Regions from separate parts of the Callithrix jacchus genome. Here region 2 is linked to region 1. A link is a contact called in public Hi-C data. All regions are on one chromosome and are shown on one strand. The core of a region is the stretch at or near the end of the contact, and the rest is flanking DNA. Distances in the headings are between cores, read along the strand shown. Region 1 holds the start of SMU1 (SMU1 DNA replication regulator and spliceosomal factor). Region 2 has its middle 12 kb from the start of SPINK4.

The links. Hi-C and Micro-C count contacts between places; a contact is called where the count stands out from the background.
Region 2: a contact with region 1 is called in a Hi-C map of skeletal muscle, with 4 times the contacts expected there. The contact joins the enhancer-like site here to the promoter of SMU1 in region 1. A contact is called at or near these places in 3 of 3 Hi-C or Micro-C datasets (induced pluripotent stem cells and skeletal muscle).

What each region holds. Positions count from the first base shown.
Region 1 is chr1:140,279,469-140,285,284 of calJac240_pri, forward strand. SMU1 (SMU1 DNA replication regulator and spliceosomal factor) reads right to left here and starts at 3,629. Exons shown (of 12, transcript XM_002743007.7): 1 at 3,508-3,629. The coding sequence starts at 3,533.
Region 2 is chr1:140,417,452-140,423,267 of calJac240_pri, forward strand. No RefSeq gene overlaps it. Among named protein-coding and RNA genes, the nearest start is that of SPINK4, 12 kb to the right of the region's middle. Within about 2 kb of position 3,535, at least 3 of the 16 cell types and tissues checked have an H3K27ac peak or open chromatin away from gene starts, as enhancers often do. A contact at or near this core is called in skeletal muscle, where this site is marked.

The DNA of each region.
Region 1 (5,816 bases), core at 2,379-4,878:
TTTCCACTCGCCAGAGGCCAAAAATTAAAGCCTACCCAGCTCCTACTCATCATTTCCTTTCACCACCATCTCTTTATCATGTGAGTAAAACTTTCCAAAGTCACAGAATCTGAATTACAAGGGGACCTCCCCACCCTAGAGACAGAACTGGGGTTCAGAGAAGGGAAATCATTTGCCTGATGTCTCAGCCAGAAAGGGAGTTGGTATTAAGGTGACTATCTTATTTCCTAATCTAGAGCCTAGTTTCTTGTTCATTCTTATGATTATATTATAGCACACTTCACTGAAATACTTTAAATGACTAGTCTAGTCATTGATACAAAATAATCTCAATGAGGCTGGGCACATTGGCTCATGACTGTAAACTCAGCACTTTGGGAGGCTGAGGCAGGAGGACTGCTGAAAACCAGGAGTTTGAGACCAGACCAGGCAGCTATGAGACACCATCTCTACAAAAATTTTTAAAAATTAGCCAAACATGGTGGCATGTGCCTGTAGTCCCAGCTACTTGCTATGCTGATTTAGAAGGATCCTTTGAGCCCAAGAGTTCAAGACCAGCATGGGCAACATAAGGAGACCCCTTCTCTACTAAAAAAAAAAATTAGCTAGGCAGAGTAGTGTGTGCTTGTGGTCCCAGCCACTTGGGAAGCTGGGGTGGAAGGATTACTAGTGCCCCTTAAGGTTGAGGCTGCAGCCTGGGAAAGACAGCAAGAGCCTGTCTCAAAATAATAAATAAAATAAAACCTATGAGGTAAGTTTACTACTATCTGATAGTGGTGGTCCTGTTAAAAAAAATTTTTTTTTAAGTTTATTATTATCCCCAAATTACAGAGGATGTGACCAAATAATAGAGATAATAAGTAGAAAAATCAGGACTCAAACTGGCAGTGTGGCTCTTGAACATATATTCCTGAGGAGAAAGCAAACACTCTCTTCTTTACTTCTTTTCTTTTCTTTTCTTTTTTTTTTTAAAGACAGGTTCTCACTCCCAGAGCTCAGGCTGGAGAATAGTGTTGTGCTCACAGCTCTTTGCAGCCTCAACTTCCTTGGATCAGGCGATCCTCTCACCTCAGCCTCCTGAGTAGCTGAGACCACAAGTATGCACCATCCCACCAGCTAATGTTTGTGTTTTTTGTAGAGACAGGGTTTTGCCATGTTGACCAGACTGGTCTCAAATTCCTGACCTCAAGTGATCCACATACCTCAGCTTCCCAAAGCATTGGGATTATAAGTGTAAGCTACCATGCCTGGCCCCTCTTCTTAAAAACAACTATAAAAGAGAACTGATTGCTGCTATTTGCAGTAGGCTTTTTCTCTCATGGCCCCTTTCTGAGGTATGCAGGTATCCAAGCTTAGACCCCTACTATTCTGGTATGGTACTATCCTCCTTAGCACATTTCCAGTGACTTTCATTTTGCACTCCCAAAATAAGACATCTCTCTCCTCAAACACCTCAAATTTGACATAGCCAAAATCAAATTCTCTACCTTCGAACACAAACGAATATATAAAGAGCTAAAAGCTTTGAAGACAATCTGGGATTTGAATCAAAATTATGTGACCTGGGACAAGTCAGTTAACATCTCTGTGCCTGCTTCCTTATCTGTTAAGAAAAATACCTATCCTGTAGGGTTGATAAAAAGGTTGATTATACTACTTACAGCATGCTTAGCATAGAAAGTACTTAGTATATAGTAACTACTATTATTATTATTTTGAGTCTCATTCTGTTGCCCAAGTTGGAGTGCAATGGCGCGATCTCGGCTCACTGCAATCTCTGCCTCCCGGGTTCAAACAATTCTTCTGCCTCAGCCTCTGGAGTAACTGGGATTACAGGCGACTGCCACCATGCCAGGCTAATTTTTGAATTTTTAGTAGAGACAGGGTTTCACCATGTTGGCCAGGCTGTTTTCAAACTCCTGACCTCGTGATCTGTCCACCACGGCCTCCCAAAGTGCTGGGATTACAGGTGTGAGCTTCCACGCCCGGCCCAATAGTAACTATTATTAATTAAAAACAAAACAAAACATGCAGTAGCCATTACTGCTACAGCCAAGGTCAAGACTGGGAGAATGGTCATTACAGGTACCACTCAGGCCCCAAAGCATGGAATCCTTTCCAACTCCTTCCTGACCTAGTTGTCATAATCTCCAGCACTCCCTATCATTCTTCTTTGTTTCATTTTTGTCCAAAGCATTTACCACCATCTGTTACATTTCATATTTTATTTATCGTTTTTGTCTATTGCTTGCCTTCCCCAGTCACAATGTATGTTCTATGAGAGGAAGGATTTTTGTCTGTTTTGTTCACTACTGTATTTCCAGCATCTATAACAATACATAGATTTCAGTATTTGCAGAATGCATAAACTTCCCTGCCTCCTATGAAGAGTCTCCAAAAAAGGGCTAGGTGCAGTGGCTCACACCTGCAATCCCAGCACTTTGGGAGGCTGAAGTGGGCGGATCAAGAGGTCAGGAGTTCGCGACCAGCCTGGCCAACATAGTGAAACTCCCTCTCTACTAAAAATACATCAAAAAAGTAGCCAGGCGTGGTGGTGGGCGCCTGTAGTTTCAGCCACTTGGGAGGCTGAGGCAGGAGAAATGCGTGAACCCAGGAGGCGGAGGTTGCAGCAAGCCGAGACTGCGCCACTGCACTCCAGCCTGGGTAACAGAGTGAGACTCCGTCTTGCAAAAAAAAAAAAAAAAAGTCTCCAAAAAAGGTCCTCTCTCACAATTCTGTTAATTTAATCATTATTAAGTGTTGGCAAGGACAGGTGGAGGATGGAGTTCTGGAAAAGCACACTAAAGGTCTTTGGTCATTACTTTTCTCCCCCATTCCCTGAAAATTCTTCTTTCTAGCCCAGTCTCCAGAGACTGTCTCTCCTTTACAGCTACAGAGAGCTCACAAACAAACCAAAATTCAGGGCCTGATAAAATAGCTAGTTGTTCTTTCATTCCAAAAGCAATTAACTCTTCCTCTAAGGTACGCTGAGACCACAAGGAAAAGGAGCCCCTAGGCACCGTCAAAGCTAGTCTGGGGTAAGGTTATCAAATATTGAGTGATAAACGCTAGGCAGAGGAAAGCAAAGAGACCGTATAAGCACAGAGGAAGAAACGAATCACTTTGCATAAGTTGGGCAGGGAGAGAAGCAAGGCTTAAAGAGACCAAGCCCCCTGTGTGATAATTAGACTGGAGTCCAGAGTGGATCCTTAATTTGATCAATCACAGCACAGTCGGCCAAGGACAGAACTCAGGTTTGCAAGGTGTTTTCCCCACCCCGTGCCACCTCCCTCGAGACTTTGGCTTCACGTCTGAGGGTGGCTACTTCCTTGCCGGCCCACCTCCGAGCTAGCCAGATCCAAGATGCTTCTTTGGGCCCAACGAAATGGCCCTCCACTCCCTAACCTCCCCTAGCCTCTCCGATACCTTCTCTCGAGTACCCTCCACCCCACAACCTTAACCTCCGGGTGCCCGGCACAGCTGGAACATCCCCACCACGAGACTCACTCCGAGGATTCGATTTCGATCGACATAGCTGTATCTCTCAGGGAGCAGGCCCCAGTTCTCCCTCAAGGCCAGTCGCGCAACACAGCAACACCTCCGGCGGCCACCTTACGTCACTTCCGCTTGGGTCGGCAACCGGAGTCCGGCGCCTGCCCTTCAGACGGAATGATCAGAAAGAGGGGCGGGGTGCGCGCAAGGGCGGGGCCTTGAGGGACTGTCAGAGGGTGGAGTTTATGCCCCTGCCCTAGAGAAATAAGCTCCTGGAGAAAGACTGTTTAAAAGCACTGGGCGCCATACAGCTCACAAATGCAGTGAAAAACAAAAGCACTGGGGCTGGACGCGGTGGCTCACAACTGTACTCCCAGCGCTTTGGGAGGTCGAGGCGGATGGATCACCTGAGGTCAGGCGTTGGAGACCAGCCTGGCCAACATGGTGAAACCCCTGCTCTACTAAAAATACAGAAATTAGCCGGGCGTGGTGGCCCACGCTTGTAATTCCAGCTACTCGCGAGGCTGAAATAGGAGATCGCTTGAACGTAGTAGGCAGAGGTTGCAGTGAGCCGAGATCGCGCTACTGCACTTCCAGCCTGGGCGACAGAGTGAGATTCTGTCTCAAAAAAAAAAAGGATTCAGGCTGGACTAGGAAAGGAGGGCAGGTCAGGGCAGCGGAGGGGAGGGGAGGGAAGAGGAGGAAGAGGAGGGGTTGTCATTTGATGTAATTAGTTGATTAGATTTTAGATAAGGCTGAATATGCACTACTTGATTGGGATATTAATATATTCGAAAGCGACGTAACAAAATTTATAGAAAGAGTTAATTAAGGGTTTTGGGGGTTTTGGTTGGTTGGTTGGTTAGTTTTGGATTTTTTAGAATCAGGGACTTACTTTGTTGCCCAGGTTGGAGTGCGGTGGCACGATCAAGGCACACTGCAGCCTCGACGCCTCGGACTCAAGCCATCCTCCCACCTCAGCCATTCAAAATAATGGGATTACAGGCGTTAGCCACCGCGCCCCTCACCGGACTTTAGATCACACACATTATTACATTTGTAGTGACAAATGAAATGTAGAGGTATCAGTAAAGTTCATACATAAAACCTATTTTTAAATGTTTTATTACTAGTGTATATAAATTTTTAAAATTATTTACAGCACAATAATAATAAATCTGGCTGGGCACCATGGCTCACACCTGTAATCCCAGCACTCTGAGAGTTTTAGGTGGGTGGATCACCTGAGGTCACGTGTTCAACACCAGCCTGGCCAACATGGTGAAACCCTGTCTCTACTAAAAATACAAAAATATGCTGGGCATGGTGGCATGCACATGTAATCCCAGCTACTCAGGGGGCTGAGGCAGGAGAATAGCTTGAACCTGGGAGGCAGAGGTTACAGTCAGCCGAGATTGTACCACTGCACTCTAGCCTGGGTGACAGAGTGAGATTCCATCTCAAAAAAAAAAAAAGAATAAAAAGAAAAGAAAAAGGAAATTTAATTTTTAAAAGAAAAACTAAAAAAGAAAAGGTGGGGCAGCGGAGGGTAGGGAGTGTGAATTATATTCTGTCTGATCACATGCTGCTTGAGATAATCCCTGGGGCCAAGTGGCCTGTTTCAAGTCAGAACTTATTTGCTGCTTTGCCTGTAGTTTATGCATTCACGTCAATGTGATCATGGGCACCATTCTTGAGAAATGAAACTTTATCATGACTAGCAAGCAGCCACAGATGTATACCTATCCTTTGCTTCTTCGATATATTGGATTTTTAACCCCTGATTGATAGTCAATGCTCCTGGCATCGCAAACCCTCCTCACTAATGTTTATTCTGTAATAAGAAAGTGGAATATGACATTTTTGTTACTATGTATAATGAAATGACAATCTATACCTAGTTTCCCTTCCCTGAACTGGCTACTTATGTAAGTATTCCAATAATCCATCCATTTCCATGCCTTTCCCATACCCAAAAGTATAGCTTTCTTAACCTTGCTGATCTCTTGTTCACAAGTTGATAAATTTTGCCAATTCCTAAAGATCAATTTGTATAGGAAATTTTGTTTTTAACCCTAGAAAAATGAGGTCTCTCACATCTCTCCATCCATATATAAATAAACAAGCAGGCACACACAGAGACAACTTCTAAACTCTAAATCAGGCAACTGTATTCACCAAGAATCTTTACTGCATACTCAGAGGCTGGATCACAACCTCTCAGACCAGATTTCTAGTGAACAAAAGTAACCCAGAGGGAAATCCAGTCTCGTGATCCGCCCCGCTTTCCGGTAAATAGACCCCCTCCTGTAAGACCCCATATT
Region 2 (5,816 bases), core at 2,285-4,784, 140 kb after region 1:
TAGTGATCAAGTCCACCACCCAAGTACGGTACATTTTTGTTTAACTATATTCACCCTACTCTGCAATCAAACAATGAATGTATTCCTTCTGTTTGCACACTTTACCCCACTTCTCTTCATTCTTCCCCCTCCTCCATTCATTCTTCTTAGTCTCTGTTCTTCATATTTCATCTCTTTACCTCCATGTGATCAAATTTTTTTGGCTCCAACATATGTGAGAACATGCTACATTTGTCTTTTTGTGCCTGGCTTATTTCACCCAATATAATGACTGATTTTGGAAGAAATGTATTAAGTTGAAGGGGATAAAAGGGGATACATACCAAGTCAATAAATATGAGTAGGGATGAGGAGGATCCCACTTCTGGCTATATAATTAAAGAGATGCTCACACAACTCCATAAAGAGACATGTAAGAGGATATTTTATCACCAAGTTCTTTGTGATAGCTGGAGAGCTGGATGCAATGAGGCATCTATCATCGGGGGGATGAATGTAAGTAAAATGTGATGTAAGCACACTACAGACTATTCTACCACAGTAACAAGCAATGAACTGGATACATACAAGGTCAAGAAATACACGGTTCTGTCCAGGTAGTCCTACACTTTGGGAGGCTGAGGCAGGAGGGTTGCTTGAGCCCAGGAGTATGAGACCAGCCTGGGCAAGATGTTAAGACCCTGTCTCTACAAAAAACAAACAAGAACAGGAAAAAAACCCCAAGTCCATAATGCTGAATGGGAGAAAAAAGAAGTAAGGAACAGAAAGAGGTCTCCAGCACAATACTATTTTTGGAATTAAAAATACATACCCACAAAACAGTGCCACATGCTTTTGAGAACACTCACAAATACAACTATTTCCAAGTCTTAGTCACCGCATCATCTTTACAGTTGAACTCTTGGAAATTACACATTAGTGCCACCTGGTGGTAGCATTTCAAATTTGTGGCATAATACAGTTTTTAACAAGGTATAATTTACATGCAGCTAAATGCATAGGTCTTAATTTGATGATTTTCGACAAGTGAATACTCCAGTGTAATCCCCACACTAAGCAGTATGTAGAATGTTTCATCACCCCAGAAGGTTCCCTCCTACTCTCCCCATGCCCTACCCTGAAAGCAACAACTGATCCGTCTCTGTCACTACAAATTAGCTTCCCCTGTTGTAGAACTTACATATGTGGAATTATAAAGTGCATACTCTTTTGTGTTTGTCTTCTTTCGGGAATCATAATGTTTTTGAGATTCAGTCATGTTGTAGCATGTGTCAATAGTTAATTTATGTTTGTTGCCAGGTGGTATTCCACTGTATAGCTGTATTACAGGTTGTTTATTTGTGCACTGACTGACATTTGGATTGTCTCCACTTTTTGCCTAATACAAATAAAGCTTCTCTGAATATTTATGAATAAGCCTTTGTGTAGACATATGCTTTTTATTTACTGTGGATGAAACTGCAAGGTCATAGCATGGATGGATGTGTAATTTTTTAATTGCCAAAAACAATTCTCCACATAAGTTGTATCATTTTACACATCCACCAACAATAAATTTATATCAGCAAGAAAAATATGAACAACCCAATTTATTTAAATAGGTAAAAAGACGTGACTTGACACTTGGAGATATACAAGTGGATATAAAGTACATGAAAAAGTGCCCACCATTATTAGTCTTCAGGAAAATGCAAACTAAAACCACAATGAGATATCACTTTACACCCACTAGAATGTTAAAAGCAAAATGTTGAGGATGTGGAGAAACTGGAGGCAATTGGAAATCACATACACACATAGACCCCACACACCAGCTCTCTCAGGTCACCAGCTTAATTCCTTCACAAAAGAAGGACTCAGCTTGCCACTTGCACATTTCCACATAGGCTACTGTTGGTCATACCAAAGCTGAAAGGCAGAAGGACAAAGCTGATTCTTTGCATTGGTGGCATGGAGCCACTGGAGTGCCAGAGGCATATACTGGGGCAGGCTCTTGTGCCTGTTTCTGCTTCTCCTCACCTCTGTCTTCCTCCTTTTCATAATAGCATCATGTATTAAGTTTTGTCATGAGCCAGGCATTTAATATGTACTTTTTTTTTTTTAGTTAGAGACTCACTCTGTCGCCCAGGCTGGAGTACAGTGGTGCGATCTTGGCTCACTGCAACCTCCGCCTCTGGGGTTCAAGTGATTCTCTTGCCTTAGCCGCCTGAGTAGCTGGGATTACAGGCCACCACCAGGCCAGGCTAATTCTTTTGTAGTTTTAGTAGAGATGAGGTTTCACCATTTTGGCTAGGCTGGTTTCGAACTCCTGACCTCAAATGATCCTCCTGCCTCTGCCTTCCAAAGTGCTAGGATTACAGGCAAGAGCCACCTCACCCAACCCCAATATATACTTTTTAATACAACACTTCAAGGTAGGCATTATTTTTATTGTTGTCATTTTTGAGACAGGGTCTACTCTGTAGGTCAGGCAGGAGTGCAGTGGTGCTCACTATAGCCTCGACCTCCAGGCTCAATCCTCACACCTCAGCCTCCCGAGTAGCTGGGACTATAGGCATGTGCTTCCGGGCCTGGCTAATTTTTAAATGTGTTGTCAAGACGGTGTCTCCCTATATTGCCCAGGCTAATCACAAACTCCTGGGCTTGAGCAATCCTCTCACCTCAGCCTCCCAAAAATGCTGGAATGATAGGCACAAGTCACAGAACTCAGCCATGCATTATTAATCCTATTTCACAGATGAGGGAATTTGGGCTCCTGGGTTGAGGAATTCGCTTAAGGTCATAGAGCTCTGGTTTTATGTCCCACGGCTACAGTAACAAATTACTACAAACAGAGAGGCTTCAAACATCAATGCATGCTGCTCCCCTCGGGGTCAGAGTCTGAAATGGGGGGCAGGCCTGCGCTCCCTCTGGGGACCCTAGGGAAGAAACCGTCCCTTGCCCTTGCCAGCTTCTTGGGGCTGTCTCCACCCCTGGGCTCCAGGCCTGCATCACCCCCATTCTGCTTCCATCATCACAGCTCCTTCTGACTCTCCCGCCTCCCTCTTATGAGAACCTTATGGCCCAAGTACACCCAGGTAACCCAGGATAACCTCCACATCTCAAGATTCTTCCTTTGGTCACAGATGCAGAATCCCTTTTGCCATGTGAGGTAACACATTCATAGGTTTTGGGGATAAGGAGGTAGGTATTTGGGGGGATAGGAGCATCACTCCGCCTATCACAGGTAGCGAGTGGCCAAGTCAGGGTTCAAACCCAGTTCTGTCATATTCCTGAATCTGGGATCTTTCTCCAAACCACACTGCCCCTTTCCACAGTCCTTCCTCTCCTTGGAGCTGTCCTGGGTTCCTACCAAGCACAGATTCTCAGAAAGGGACAGCAGAAGACCCTAAGGCTGGACACATCAGGAGGAGGAGCTTCTGGCAAGAGTCCAAGGACTTCTTTTCAAATCTGGGAGGGAAGAAGAAGGGAGAGGGCAGGAGACTCCACGGCCATAGCCCATTCCCCATAAAGGAAGGGCGAGGGTGGCCCTCAGGTCCAGGCATGAGAGGTTCTGCGAAGGGAGCAGTGCACCCTCTGAACAGTGCCAAGGACAACACAGGTGCTATGTGAATGTTGGTGAGGAGTGTGCAGGTTGCTGTAGTCAGTGGCAGGGTGGGTATACTATTTTGGACCCTGTTTCTAAACTTAGCCTGACCATAGATACTGCCAGTGGTTGTGTCTGGGAAGATGCCAAGCTGGGATCACATGGGTCCTGCCTGCTGAACCTATGAGTGCTGTAGGGCGTGAGCGGCAGCTCCTCCCACCTTCTCCCTGGACTCTCTGGATTCATTGCCTTCTGGAGAGGGTCTATATTCAGGAACCTCTAGACTTTAGCCTGGCCCAGCTGCAGGGAGGTTCCCCTTGTGGTCCACACTTGACTGTTTTGGCAACCTCCTGCCATGGCTGGACCACAGAATTTTCCATGAAACTCACTTCAAATTGTGTGGCTCCTTCAGCTCCTGCTATTTCAGTTACTGGACCAGGATGGGCTTCTGGGTGTATATACTTGAAACCAGAATCTATGGTGGGCAGGGGAATCTGGTAAGAGTCTGAGATTTAAAATCAGACATTTGTTTGAATGCTGGCTCTGCCACTTACAATGCTGGAAACTTTGAACATGTCATTTAATTTTTCTGAGCCTTAATTTTCTCATCTGTAAAATGGATATAATTATAAGGCCCATCTCATATTGTTTTTGTGAGTTTTATATAATACACGTAAAGTTTTAAGAACTGTGAGGAAGAGCTTTCAGTAGGCCAGAAGCTTGGTTATAGCATTTAACAAAAATATCCCATTAATCCCAACTAGAAGCTATTTTTAACCTCCTTTTATTAAAGAGGAAAATAGGGCCAGGTATAGTGGCTCAGATCTGTAATCCCAGCACTGTGGGAGGCTGAGGCGGGTGGACTGCTTGAGCTCAGGAGTTCAAGTCCAGTCTGGCCAACATGGTAAAACCCCATCTCTACAAAAATTGGCTGGGCATGGTGGCATATGCCTGTAACCTCAGCTACTCGGGAGGCTGAGGTAGGAGGATCCCTTGAGCCCAGAAGATGGAGGTTGCAGTGAACCATGATAGCACTACTATACTCCAGGCTGGGTGATGGAGTGAGAGCCTGTCTCAAAAAAAAAAAAAAGAGGAATTTACTCAAGGTCACACAGATGGTTAAGTGACAGAGCCACAATCAAACAGGGTTGGCCCCTGCTCTTTCCACCTTGCCGGTGCCTGTCTTCAGCCTCTCCCCTTCTCAGTCCTCATAGAAACCTGGCATCCTAGACAGGAGGGGACAGCAGAAGTTGGACAGGTTAAGAGTTCCTGGTGTGGATCTAAGGACCCCTCCTTGAGGCTAGCAGAAAGAGGTGGGCAGGACACCCTGGCAGGAGACCATGCCCAGATCATACCCACCACAGGGAGAGGCCAGCAGAGATCTTCAGGCAGCTCAAGGGCCAGGCAGGAGACAATCACCAGGAAGGGACTGACAAGCCCTGAGGCCACCTGTCAACACACTGACTCATTGCAAATATTTACTGGGCACCTTCAAGCATAAGAACCAGACCTCTCCCTCGCCTGTCTTGGACCAGTGCCCATGGGCATGCTGAAAGTGCCTGCCTGGAAGTGAGTCTGCCTTGAGAGGGTGGGTACCAACTAGGGCCACCTTGGATGTGGAAAGGGAGCATCATGGAAAGGAAAGAATTTCCAGGGCTCCTGGGACTGACTGAAGACTTTTGCCTTTTGGGCTCTTAGGTTGTGCCATTTGCCAGGCCCCCAAATCACTAATCATTTTATCCTGTTCCTTTGGCAGCAGTAAGATACGTGTGACCTCAGCCGGGCCCATCATAGATGCCCAATTTCCAGGCCACATTGATTGGTCCAGAGATGAGCACATGACGTATCCAGTCCAATCAGAGTCTTCTCTTGGGCTTTTATACACGGAAGGAGGCTGTGGGGAGAGAAGAAAAATCTGTTCTTTTAGTCCACAAAGTCAGGAAATGCAGTCACATCCATACCTCCCCTCCCCTAATAGCAAAGAGTAAGTTTGTTTATAAGCAGAAGAGCATGGTGACAACGCCCCAAAGAGAAGCATGAGAGTGGAAGATGGTGAACAAAGATTTGGTGTTCCCCAGCATATCCCAGGATCCTTTGGGCAGGTTGCGTGGCCTCTGAACTTTGCTGCTAGATATCTTACCTTCCCCCATTCCAACTCAGTGCATACTGCAGCACCCATGGAATCTGAAAGGAACAGGACCCCCTGGAGATGAACAGAACACATTCCACA